Regions from separate parts of the Capsicum annuum genome. Here region 1 is linked to region 2. A link is a contact called in public Hi-C data. All regions are on one chromosome and are shown on one strand. Each heading gives the region's core, a stretch centred on a gene start, on an enhancer-like site or on the middle of the called end of the contact. The rest is flanking DNA. Distances are from core to core; before and after follow the strand shown.

Region 1 (6,692 bases), core at 2,804-5,303, 300 kb before region 2:
AAACTTAGATGAAATGGCAGACAACACTTTGTGTTCCTTCAACACCCTGATCACTTGCCAGAGATGCAACTGATACAAGCTAGTAGCATAATGTGTTTAGATGTCCAGATTTTATTCAGAAATAGAAGAAATAGAAGTTATACAATCATAGAGTGATTTAATTAAATAATCATCAAATTTTGTTTTTTTGGTCCCAACCACTTTAGTCTCTTATCTGATTCTAGCTCGTGTAATCAAAATCTAGATTTCGAGATATAAGCTTAATATCATATCGTAGGTTAATGATGCCGAGTCCTCGACTAGAAAAGGTCACATGATGGCGAGGAACCAGAGATGTTTTGAAGAAAATAGCTGCTCCCTATAGAAACTGAAGATGAACTGTCCGGTTCTTTTCCACTTTTGGTATAAACATGAGTATCCTTGAGAAGAAGACGATATTCCTAGCATTTAAGATTATTTATGAGATCATAGGAGGCTGCTAATACCACTGTGGTTTCTGATTGTAATTAATACTGGAATACCTTGGGTGTATTCCTTTGTTGTAATATATGTTACCTTTCTCAAGAAAAAGGAAAGAGAAGGTCACATTTTGGTCAATACAGAAAGTAACAACAATGTAACTAAACGATAGTTAGAAAATATATGAAATAGATTTTGTTTTTTGAAAAAAAAATAAATTCTGAAACTATTCTGTGTAACTAAAATATTTTCAGAAACAACCCCTGAAAAACTGAGCTATTGTCCGAATTGGGTGACATTTTAAAAAAAAAGTCGCTTAAATCACACTCAACTTTTGGCTTAAATTTTCCCCCAAAAAAGAGATTTGGGAAAAAGAATAGTTACTTTGCCACTTAGCAAGAACTTATGAAGAATTGGTTATATATTTAGCGGAGCTTCAAAAGCTACTAAACATTTAGGTAGCATCCCTTCAAATTCTACAAGACCCGCTAATTCAGCATATTATCATGAAAGGCTTCTCGGGTTCATGATTCAGGGGAACGGTGAGATTGACGAGGATGTCTCACACTGTATTGGGGCGGGATGGATGAAGTGGAAGCTTGCATCGAGGGTGTTGTGTGACAAGAAGGTGCCGCCCAAGCTTAAAGACAAATTCTTAAGCAAATTCTACAGGGTGGCAGTCCGTCTGGCCATGTTGTATGGAGCGAAGTGTTGGCCAGAACTTCCACATTCAAAAAATGAAGGTGGCGGAAATGCGGATGTTGCGTTGGATGTGTGGGCTAACTAGGGGCGATAGAGTTCGGAATGAGACTATCCGGGAGAAGGTTGGAGTGACTTCGGTGGAGGACAAGATGCGGGAAGTCCGACTGAGGTGGTTCGGACACGTGATGAGGAGGGGACGGATGCCCCGGTTCGTAGGTATGAGAGGCTAGCTTTGGATGGTTTTAGGCGGGGTAAGGGTAGGCCGAAGAAGTATTGGAAAAAGGTAATTAGGCGAGACATGGAGCAGTTACAACTTACTGAGGACATGATCCTAGATAGGAAGATCTGGAGGACACGAATTAGGATAGAAGACTAGTGTCAGTTCGGGTCGCTAGTATAGGGTATTACTTGGTGGGTGTATTATTCTTGCTAAGACACCTTGTTTCATGCTATATTATGATTTGTTTACTTTTCTTCGGTTACTATTACTTGTGGGTGTCGTATTTATGTTATGTCATCTTGTTCCATGCTTTATTATGGATTTGATTATTATTCCTTGTCTTGAGCTAGGGATCTATCGGAAACAGCCTTTCTACTTCTTCAAAGGTAGTGGTACGGACTGCGTACATCTTACCCTCCCCAGACCCCACTATGTGAGAATACACTGGGTTTTTTGTTGTTGTTGTATCATGAAAGGCTTAATCATAAGTCGCTATCCAAACAAATAACTTTTTGAGCCCTGAACCACTGGTGCACAAAATACACTTAGAATTCTTAGAAAGGGGTCAAAGAATTATCATTTATTTCCCTTCTTTTTTTCTTCCAGAGAAGGTAGCGATGTCTAACAATTGAACAGACCCTTTTCTCGTTCTACTTGTATTGTGTGAACCATCACATTACTAGAAGAATAAAAAGAAATAAGCAGCTCATATTTCAAATAAAGACCGCGACAGACTCTCTTTTTTTTTTTTGGTTGCTGGGAGCATTTTCCAGTAACTAGCAGCTTGATCAATTTAAGTGGTACGTCCACAAGTTTGAAAAGAAAGATTCTCATCAATCAGCTTCATGGTTGATCCAGATGTTATAGAAGTTTATCTTTAAAGTTAAACAAGTGACCGGTAATCAGCAGAAACCACTGTGCAATGTAGCACCAGTGTTACTTGCACATAATGCTTCTGATATTTTAGTGATGATATTATGTATCTCCATAATTTTCAGGAGAGGTAAACCAACAAACTATTTTTTTAACACCTAGATAAGGGGAACAGAAAACTATTTCACATCACTACTTTGAAATATTAAGGTCAAAGCTTCACACAACCAGTGTGATCACTGCTTTGAACTTTTAAGTCGAAGCCTCTACAGACATAAACACAGGTAAATCCTTAAAGGTACAGGATCATTTCATAAAATGAACACCATTTAGATTGCCAATGTTTATTCTCACAAACCCATTGGTTTACAGGAAGAGTAGTAAGAGAGGAAACAAAAGAAACCAATTCCTGATGGCACAACAAATTAGAAAGTTTTTATGACGGTCACCCTGGTTTTAAAAACTTAAGCACAACCTACATTTGCCAACTCAATGCAAACAAAGTGGGAAAGAAGTACTAGTAGTAGAGATACTGTACCCCATTCTTAGCTTCAACAGCATGCTCTTCATCGATATGACAACATAGTCCAACAATATCAAAATCCTCCGCACAGAAAGGACAAAGAAACTCTGGCCTAGACTCCTCTTCGCAATTATACTCCTCTCCTAAGTTATAGATATCTGCAACACACCGAAAATTCACTTCCGTAAAACAAGAAAAGCTATGCCTTAACATTTCCAACCATGTTACTAGATACAGTGTGAAAAGATACCCAGAAATGCAAACATAAAATTTTCTTCTCCGTGTATGTATCTTCCCTTGGAAAACATACACATTCCCCAAACGACAATTCAGAGAAAGAGATGAGAGTTGATAAAACAAAAATTTAAAACCTGCACATCTGGAGTCGCTCTGGGCAAGGAAAACCCTCAAAGAACAATTTCTAAAAATCCCAAATACGACCGACCAAACCCAGAAATGCAAATATAAAATAAACTATGCCACTTTTTCAATTCCAGTAAACTAAAATAAAGTTGTAATCTTTACACAAGGTTAGTTTCTGTGAAGGAAGACCAATAAACAACATTTTCTGTTTACATTACTGCTACAGAGAATAAGAAAAAACCACAAAAGCAAATGTAAATTTCTTCAAATTCAGGTAAGGAAACCCATTCCCACAAAACCCCAGCTCAGGAAAAACAAATGTAATTTTCGCAGTTGGTTCAATTCTGTGCAAGGAAAACCCATGTACAACAAATCAAAGCAAATGCAAGTGCATATTCCTTCATTTTCTTGCCAAAAAAAAAAAACACATCCACCTCAGGAAATAAAGCCAAAAACATTTGGTTGCAAATTTTTCACCTGCATAAAACGAAGATAACTACTAACCTGATCGAGATTGGTAACGCCTTGAAGAAGTAAATAAACGAGTCCAAGAATCCGAATCCATTATAAATATCTTGGACTTACAGATGATTTTATGATTAAATCCTTAGAAATTTCAATAAATACTTGTACCCCTTCGGCACAAAAGTGAAACCTTGTTGTTGTTGTTTTTTTCTTTTGGTATGATATAAAGGAGAGAGCCAGATTCAGATGATTTCACCAAGATTTAGACCAAGAAGAGGTGGAAAGAAAAAATAATAGGGAAAGAAGGGGGTTGTGAAGTTTCCTGGAAATAGGGAGGAGGAAGAACCATGAGCAATAGGCAATGACAAGGCTTATACACGCTTTTTTTCTTTGGTTATTACATAACAAGGCTTAAAAGTTGGAACTTTATTGCACGATTGGAATGTGCACTATGCACCTTTCACTTTTGGACCGACTTATTTATTACCTCCGCGTTGTCTACGAAATAACACATACCTTAAGGTTTGTTTGGCCAACGGAATTAAATAATTTAGGATAAAGTTTGAGATTAATTTTATTTTATATTTGATATAAAGTATTATCTAATTTTGCGATTATTTTATTCCATCATTTATATTAAAATAGGGAAATTACTATCTCATATGAATCAACAACAACAACAAACTCAGTGTATTCACACATAGTGAGGTCTAGGGAGGGTAAGATGTACGCAGTCCATACCACTACCTCTGGAGAAGTAGTAAGGTTGTTTCCGATAGGCCCCCGGCTCAAGATAAGATAAGTCATAAAAAACGTATACAAAGCATGGAACAATATGACATGACATAAATACGCCACCTATAAGGAGTAGTAAACAAAGAATAGTAAGCAATCGTAATGTAGCATAACAAGAATATTGCACCGGCCAAGTAAAGCCCTATCCTACCTACCGAAAAAGTCACTAGCCTTCTATCCTAATACGCGTTCTCCAGATCTTCCTATCTAGGGTCATGTCCTCAGTAAGCTGTAACTGCTCCATGTCCCGCCTAATCACCTCTCTCCAGTATTTTTTCGGCCTACTCCTGTCCCGCCTGAAACCATCCAAAGCAAGCCTCTCACACCTACGAACTGGAGCATCCGTGCCCCTCCTCATCACATGTCTGAACCATCTCAAACGGACCTCCCGCATCTTATCCTCCACAGAAGCCACACCAACCTTATCTCCAATAGACTCATTTCGAACCCTATCCCCCTAGTAAGCCCACACATCCAGCACAACATTCACATTTCCGCCACCTTTAGTTTTTGAATGTGAGAGTTTTTGATAGGTCAACACTTTGCTCCATACAACATGGTCGGACAAACTGCCACCCTATAAAATTTACCTTTAAGCTTGGGCGTCACCTTCTTATCGCATAACACCCCCGAGGCGAGCTTCCACTTCATCCATCCCGCCCCGATCTGGTGAGAGATATCCTCGTTAATCTCACCATTCCCCTAAATCATGGCCCCTAAGTACTTAAAACTATCCCTCTTACACACCACCTGAGAATCCAACCTTACTGCCACTAATTTCTAAGAAATTAGATAGAGATTGATGGCAGAAAAAAAAGTATAATGATCAGAAAGCAATAATGACATTTTGCAATAACGATCAAAAGGCAATAATGATATTTTGCAATAATGATCAGAAGACAATAATGACAACTGCCAGTTGGATCATCATTAAGTAACTGGCATGAGTATAATGGTCAGAAGGTAATAATGACAATCGCAAAATCATTACCCAACTGGATAACATATTATGTAAACCTATCCACAGTCCTCATTGCAAATGCATTGATGATACCTCACTAAAATCTAGTGGTATCACAATAACCCCACCCTAACAAACCAACATAAAAGTTCGATAGCTATTAAAAGACTCATTAATACCATATGATTTCCCATAAGAAACAAGCTAAAACATCTGCAAAATCCCTAAAATAATCGGCAAACTGAAACAAGTCGAACATGCAAGGTTATTCCAAGTGATGGAGCAGCAAAAATGCATCTCTCAGATCAATTTGCTGCATTAAAGATGGAGAAGATAGACAAACATAACAATAACAATAAACTCAATGTATTTCCACAAAGATAGACAAACATATTACTCCAGAAAACATAGAGAAAATTGCGCCCAAGTATTACAAGCTCAATACGCCATGCCAATAAAAAGTTGAGAGGAAGACCCAAAATTCCAGATACTACAGAAAAATTCCCCCTCAATAACTCAAAACAGAAAACTAAAATACTTAAGCAATTATAGGGCAACTTGCGAACAGGTTCACTATCTCCAATATCAACATCAAACACATGATCATATTGAATTCCATCAAGAAGAGGACGTGATATGCCATCATCAGGCCCATCAACCACTTAACCAATTTTATCCCAATTTTGCTCCATCATATTCCATGCATACGCCACTCCATTGTCCTCTTTACGAACAACTCCATAAATCAGGAAATTGCATGTCATAGACCAAAAATATGGGTGATTTTAGATATTTGACCCCAAATAAGAAACTTTGAAGAATAGTCTTCCTTACTTTTTAATATACTAAAAGTACCATTTTGCCCCTTTATACTTCAAATATATTTTAAAACTTTCCATACTTATTTATCTCTTAAATTTTATTTTTTATTATTTTCACTTTTTAATTTTTCCTTTACTTTTATAATTCTACTTTTTTCACTTTTTCATTTTTTTCTTTAAATTTATTATTCTGATTTTTATTATTTTCAATTTTTATTTTTTTATTTAATTTTATTTTCATATTTTAATCTATTTGTCTCAACCTTAATTTTTTTTATCTTTTTTTTACAATCATTATCTATTTCTTCAATCTTTTTCTTTTTTTAATTTAGTTGTCTTTAACCTTTATTTAGAGTTTTTTTAATTTCTCTTTTTTTTCGAGAATTTTTCTTAGATATTCATTCTCGTTCATTTTTTTTCCTTATTTCTCAAATATCCTTTCTCTTGCCCTATATATGAGCAGTTTATTATTTAATTGCACTACAAAAAATATGGGAGACCGCCCTATAT
Region 2 (7,475 bases), core at 4,884-7,383:
CGTGTAGTACATACAAGTTTGCGTAATCTCTTTAGCAGAGCACTCAATTAAATCAATTGTTTTCTGCAGAAATATAGGTTGTATCTCAGAAGGTTGAGTGGTGTATCGCAGCACCAGAATGGATTGAACAACTCTTTCATGGGACGCCCAGACACAACCTTTTGCACAATATCTTCCCTTAATGGACTTGATCTTCAAGCTCTTGCTGCTGCTGGTCAAATCCCTGCACAAAATCTTGCTACCCTCCAAGCAGCGGCCCTAGGTAAATCTGCTACAAAATCTGCCATTTCTATGCCCCTAGATCAAAGAAACTTTTTCAGCTTCGAAAATTCCAAGTTGAGATTTCCAGAAGGGCAACAACAACTGAATAATAGCAATAAGCAAATCGACTTGCTGCATGGAATTCCAACCACCATGGAATCGAAGCAACTTGCAAATTTGCACCACCCTTCCCAGTCCTTCATGGGTATGAATATGCAAGTGAACTCCACATCACAACACAATAATTCTGTGCTTATGCGATTGTCCCAGTCACAACCTAGGACTCAACTGCTCAATGGAGCGAATAATGGTAGTCAAGTTTCAAGGCTTCCATTGTCCATGCAGCAATCTTTGTCCCCGGTCCTAACACAAAGTGGTATTGTCGACAATGCACGAGGGAGTGTGTACAATCCAGTCTCTCAAGCATCATCAATGGTAGATTTCTCGGTAAATCAAAGCAAGGAGTTGCAAAGCTACAACTTTTCTCTTGGGAGTAATAGTTCGGGGTTGTCTTCTTTGACTAATCGAGGGATGCTTCAGGAAGAGGTGAATTCTGATATCAAAGGATCTAGAGGTTTCCCTTCTAATTATGATATTTTCAATGAACTCCAGCCAAAATCGCAGAACTGGGGTTTACAGAATGATGGTTCAACCTTTGACACGTCTCTTCATCCATGTATGCAAGGAACTCAGGATGTCTCATCACAACTGTTACTTCAACAGGGAATTTCTTCAACTCATAACAGTGGACAAAACAGAAATGCTCCAATTGAGAAACCAATGTATTCCAACGGGGATGAGATTGGACATTCTAATACTATGTGTGGCTCACAACTTAACTCTGGTGGTGGGAATATGCTTGCTGTTAAAGCTGAAAGATTTCCTGACGCAGACTATCAGAATACCAATATCCGGGAGCAATTTGGACGTGATGACCTCATGAGTGCATTCCTTAGACAGGTGATTTCTAATTTGTTATCCTTACTGATGACAGCTTCTAAATTCAATTTTTGTATTTCATGAATAAGCTCTTGTTACTAATTTGGATAATTTGCATGTGAAACAGCAAGCAAGTGTTGGACCAGTTGAAACTGAATTTGGCTTCGATGGATACACATTGGACAATCTTCCTGTTTAAGATGTGAACAAAGCTTAGTTGATGTACCTGACAGTTTAAACATATAATTCAAAGACGCCAGTGTACATAGTTGCTGTAACACCTGAAAATTTCCTATGAACCAAAATGGAGGAGTTGGTTTTCTATTCAGCTATAAAACTTGGATTCTGGTCTAAAAGATTAGCTGTCGGATGGGATGATAGATTGCAGAAGGGAAAGGCTTAGCTGTCAGATGATACTACTGCATGATGTGCCAAAGGCAAACATGCAAAGTTTTGGCTGGTATTCGTAGGTGATTTGAGGAGAATCACATTTTCTTGGGTGCAGACGTTAGGTACAGGGATTTTGAAAGAAACAGGAGGGTCAAGTTCTAACATCAATAATGCAATCTTTTCCCTTTCACGTTCAAGATTGATTTTTTAACGTAGATATTTCATTTGAATTTCTTATTAGGATAAATCTGTCGGATTGATATAGTTGTTCGTTGTTTTGCTCCATTCATGGTTTATTTTTAGGTGTGCAGCTCAAACTCTGAGATGTATGTTGTGTATTGGCTTATTCTGTATAGGTTTATCGAAGTTGGGTTTTATACAAGTATGACCATCTTCATTTTTTCCCTTCACTTATTGTTGTGGCCTACTTACAATGGAGACCATATAAAAACCAGTAGAGAGCAAAATCCTGAAGATATCTACCCTATTTGGTAAACAATGTATGACTTGAGATATCAAGCTCAGTTTTTTCAATGCAAGGGTATGGTGTGCTTTTATTAAGTCAAATATAATATAGTTACAACTTACCACGGACGAGGCAATTATACCCCTGAAGACTGCAGTTGAGTCTTCAACGTCATGATCTCAGATACCTCTCGTCTTTGCATTTTCTGTCACATTGATAAGGTCTACAAACTGAATCTCGAGTTCTGGTACCATCACAACAGTAAAAGAGTAAATGCAATTCCTTTTAGTAACTGAAACAAGTGAAATGTTCCACTTAATTTTTTTGTCAAACAATGTTACTGGTATAATCAGGTAAAACAAGCCATGTTTCGCCTGAGTTGCATAGACTCGGTTGGCGCGCACGCGCGGGCGTGTGTGTGTGTGTGTGTGTGAGAGAGAGAGAGAGAGAGAGAGAGAGAGAGAGAGAAGAGGATGATGATGAACAAACCTGAGGTAGTATGGTCTGCTAATTATACAGGTATTAATGTATAAAGTCAAATATTGTCTGGAAAAAGAATTCCAGAGTAAGCAATAGTTACAAATCAAAATTTGCCAAAAAGACCTTGTCCCTGTGTACACATTGACATAATCTGACAAACTGATTGACAGATTGGTCACCAGCATTAAAACCTGGTTGCAGAATCTAAAGAATGAATCAATTGGCAGGGTATGAAATGAAGAGAAAGCGCCGCATCTCATCACTGCTATAGCCGCACCAACATAAAAACCACAACTGCTGGTATGGAAGTAGTGAAGACAGTGAATGAAGATATTCTGGATGAACTGCTTGTTGGGAGTACCTTTGGCAAAGAACACTCTTCTCCATTGAAATATAATTTAGTTGGGAACCCATCACCAGCAGGAATGTTGATACCAGGGATATTCTTCTTTGTGAATGAGATTACCGATTGTTGTTTCCCAGGTACTCGGGGATCCTTCTCTGGATTAGCTCCATCAGTTTCTGCTACTAGATAGTTCAAGCCAGGAAGACCCTGCATGAATATAGTATTATTAACCCCATCTAACATAGTTCCGTTGAACGAATACACTGCATCAAAACCAGGGGCTGCTTTGTTCAATTCCACAGCAGTGAACCAATCAGCAAAAGAAGAATCCTCCCAGTTGAAGATGGTGATCCTGGCAGACCATCCGCCCCTATAATCTGTGAACAAATGCCAGTTGATGCTCACACCACAGTTATCTCCACACGGCAAAGGGTTTGATACTGGAAGATGATTAATATCAGCCCACGCAAGGGACATCTTGGTTCTATTGTCAAATGGAACCAGAAGAGCCTGGGATGGGAGGAGAAGAGCGGGAGCTTTCGAACTACATGTACGAGCGGTATTAGAAGGGCAACCACAGGCGCATGTTGGACAAGGAATGATAGATTCATTGTAGAAAGCAGAGAAAGATACACAACATCTAGGGCTAGCCCCTTTTGGTTGGGTAATATTGCATACAACTTGCCAGCTAGCAAATACTGCCGTATCTGGTAACAATCCACTAGGATCAGGAACTTGGGTGGGGCTTACACGGACTGGAGGTCCACATTTATAATCCGGATTCAGTCTACCTTCAATCTTCCAATTCTGTGGAGGAGTGAACGAGGAGCGATTGAGATCTGGAGGCATTTTAAAGACGTTCATCTGGAATGCTGAAACAGACTTGCTTGGGTCCATAGCAGGTGGCAAGATTGTCCCATTCCGGCAACAAGAAGGTATCATTCCCAACTTTGTGTCATTGGCCTTTTCCAGAGGCAGATCAATTAGCGTTGGCCTTCTTTCACAGTTCAATCCATTGGAGAAGTCAAGGTTTTGATAAAATTTGCCCTGTGGCCCAAAAACGCACTCAGAAGTATCAACAACAGAGGGATAAGCGCCTTTCATTTCCCAAATAAACTCATCCTTCATCCAGTCCCAACTTAGTTTCCAGTTATCAAGGCGGCCAAGGGGGTTATGGTTTGCAATTGTAACCTGTGCCCAGTAATTTGAATCATATGTTCTTAGGATATCATACATAATTGTAAGATCCCCATCTTGGCGTGGACTAAATTTCTCACCCAATGTCGGATTTGTCTTGAATTTTGGGTCTTTAGTGCAGCAAACTTGCATAACACTCTTTCCTGAACAGTTAAGCATAGACAATTCAGATAAGTGACAAGTATAGTCTAAAAAAAAAGGCAAAAGAAGAAGAAATTACTTAGGCTGGTAGAATTTCCAAATAATACATGTTCTAAACCACTTAGGTTTATACAGAATTCAGGGAGAAGCTTGAAATGTCAATGGCTAACGAGAAACAAATTTTCCAGGTAACAATTCAAGAAACTTTGCAAAAGATCCATGAGGAATTCTAGGTAAGACAGCATCAAGTTACAGCTAGTCTTTACAAAGTTTAAACTTCCTTAGAGTTGTCAAAATTCAGACATAATGCTCCATCCAAGTAGACATAACCAAATCCTTCAGAATGTTTTAAAAAAAGGGCAGACCGGTGCACTAAAGCTCCCGCTATGGGCAGGGTACAGGATTCGAAGAAGGGGCCCCACCACAAGGGTGTATTGTAAGCAGCCTTACCTTGCATTTCTGCAAGAGTCTGTTTCCAAGGCTTGAACCCGTGACCTCTTGGTCACATGACAACAACTTAATATTGCATTTCTGCAAGAGTCTGTTTCCAAGGCTTGAACCCGTGACCTCTTGGTCACATAACAACAACTTAACAAGTTACTCCAATCCTTCAGAATGTTATTTGTCAAATAACTGTACTTATCATTCTCCAATAAATGTAATTTAAAAGTAAATAGTACAGGACCCCCACGATTTTGTGAGAGACAAAAAAACCATGAGGTTAGATAGATTACCTGTTTGGCTAAAAATTTCAGAAATTTTAAGGAAGCTATCATCTTTCTCTCACTCAATAAACCAATTTGCATGTTAATTTAACCTCCAGCACCATTCGAAGAAACAACAACGACCAGCTTATGGATCTAAACTAAAGCCATTCCACTACACAAGTAGCACAAAAGAAATACTCCATAAATATCCAAACACTTTGGCCTAACTTTGATCACTAAAGCAGAGAAACAAAGTGGCATACAACTTACTTAGTTACAAATCAATCCGAATATATCTTCATGAAATTAACTGAGAATTCACATTACCAATCCTGCTAATTTAGTATTAAAGCAGAAATCTTTATTTTATTGTTATTGTATTTGCTAATATTAAGAGGTGCCCCAAGGAATAAATCCAAGATCCGTACCTTGCATAGAGGGTTTGGGGCAAATAAAGCCATCATTAACCAAAGAGATATTCGAGGGCATAGGGACATTAGGAGAGCCAACTCCAAACTGGGTACCCACAATTTTGATTTGAACACTCGTCTGTGTAGTATCTCCAGCAGTTTCAACAGCAGTTTTAAGATCGGATGCCGGAAATCCAGCAAAGCCAGTACCATTACCAACTAAAGCAGGAAAAGAAGCTCCATCATCAAGAACAGCATTAGAAGCAGAAACCAAAAGTTCGTCATGTTGAAACCCAACAAACACCCTCCATAACTTCAGTTCCTCAAGTCCGTTGTTAATTATACTGAGAATCGACTGAAACTTGTAGGGTTGACGAGATGGGTCCAATTTCAAAGTCGGTTTGATTTTGGATCCGGAAGTGAACACATACTGCAAGAATATACCGTTGCAGTCATCGGATGCCGGTGCCGGAGCCTCAGCCGCCGGAGATGTTTGCCCGGCGACTTGAACGGCGGCGGCGGCGGTGATGAGGAGAAAGAGAGAGAAAAATGTGGTGGGAGACATGTTCTTTGAATACTTGTGGATTTTCGAAGATTATTAATATATATGTCTGAATGTAATTGTCGTGCGTGTTTGTGTGCGAAGGAGAATGAAAACGCGGATAGGGAAACAAGAAAGGAAGACGAAAGAGTGTAAACAGCTTAGCTAAAGCTGTATTAGGTTCCCTTTTTCTAAAAAAAGGGTTTGAAATTTTGAAAAAAAAAAAAGGTTTTTATTTTTATTACATCTCAGGTTTATGTAATTTCACTTTGATGCCATTTGACTATATTATACTGTAACAAATCTTCATTTGCGTTTCTCTAATTCTTCAAGTTTTGACCAAGTTTATTTATTTTAAAAAATTAATTTAAATTAAGAGATGAGTTGATAAAAATAACGTCTTCCATTATATATATTGTTCGCAACAAATTTTGGTTAACGCTGAAAATTAACTGCAAATAAAAATAAAATAAACAAAAAAAATAATTTTATATAAATGAATTTTGCGGGTACAATTTTGTTATTCTCTCGATTCTTGATTCTTCTCTCCTAAGTTTTTCCGTGATTCGAGGGCCTTTGCAGCGTGATTCTTGAATATAGAATGATTCGAGCCTCCTAGAAATGTGTTTGGATCTCCGAAAATTATCTGACAGCACTTCGTTTTGTCGAGTTGATCTTCGGGCAGAACTCCGTTAGTTAATTCGTTGAAGAGTTGTGTAGTCAATGCAGAACTCCGTTAGTCAATTCATTGAACAGCTGTGTAGTCAATGCAGAAGCTTCCTCCAATGCTTGCAGAATGTCTTTCTTTTTTTTTTCTTTTTTTTTTAGAATGTTATGTTACCCCCTATTTATAGTTGTGGGGGTAGGCCTTAGTTGCTTGTGATTGGCCGAAACATGTCACTTTGACACTTGGCACCTTTTGACTGGTTGTTGAATTTGAATGAGATTTCTATATCATTTATACATATGGCGGCGTCTCATTGGTTTTGGATTTGATTGAAATGTCACGCCACTTGATGAGTTTGGGCTTCAAAGTGAGATAGACCTTGATGAAGAATAAAATAGGCTTATTATTTTTTTTTAGCCCAAAATAAGTTTAAACCCAATAACATATGACTCAAATTCAAATTTTATATGAATTTGATCCAATAAATTTTATGTGTCTACAGATGCCCCTACTTCAAGGTTGGTCGAGTGTAGGCTTGTCGAAACTTGCCGGTAAGACTTGAAGTACTCATGAATGTGTTTTCATTCTCATGATTTCAAAGGTATTTGTTTTTCCCAATGTTGATATGCCAAATTGAAGCATCGTGCGTTTGGTACCGACACTTATCGCCAGATTGAAGTTTCACGTAGTTGACATCAATCTGCATAGAACCGAGAAGCTTCATCCGGTCAACACTGTAGATGTGTTACATCTTTATTTTTTTTTTGTGCAGGTTTATGCAAATGATCTTGATGTCAGACCAAAATAGTCGACATGATTGATGTTGAACCATTTAGTGCACTACTTCTTTACTGTTTGATAAGAAAGTGACTTGGAATTATCTGATTTTAGCCTTGACGACGCTGAAAGTTTTCCATTTTAGCTTCAGTG

The links. A called contact is a pair of places that touch in the nucleus more often than the background predicts.
Region 1: a contact with region 2 is called in a Hi-C map of leaf, with 5 times the contacts expected there. The contact joins the promoter of LOC107879219 here to the promoter of LOC107879210 in region 2. A contact is called at or near these places in 2 of 5 Hi-C or Micro-C datasets (bud and leaf).

Annotation. Positions count from the first base shown.
Region 1 is chr1:127,859,951-127,866,642 of UCD10Xv1.1, reverse strand. LOC107879219 (protein DEHYDRATION-INDUCED 19 homolog 4) reads right to left here and starts at 4,053. Exons shown (of 5, transcript XM_016726305.2): 1 at 3,645-4,053; 2 at 2,793-2,935. The coding sequence starts at 3,705.
Region 2 is chr1:127,565,794-127,573,268 of UCD10Xv1.1, reverse strand. It overlaps LOC107879210 (COBRA-like protein 7), which reads right to left and starts at 6,133. Exons shown (of 2, transcript XM_016726295.2): 1 at 5,356-6,133; 2 at 2,531-4,222. The coding sequence starts at 5,902. The coding sequence ends at 2,802. It overlaps LOC107879200 (two-component response regulator ARR1), which reads left to right. Exons shown (of 6, transcript XM_016726290.2): 5 at 70-1,221; 6 at 1,328-2,000. The coding sequence ends at 1,399.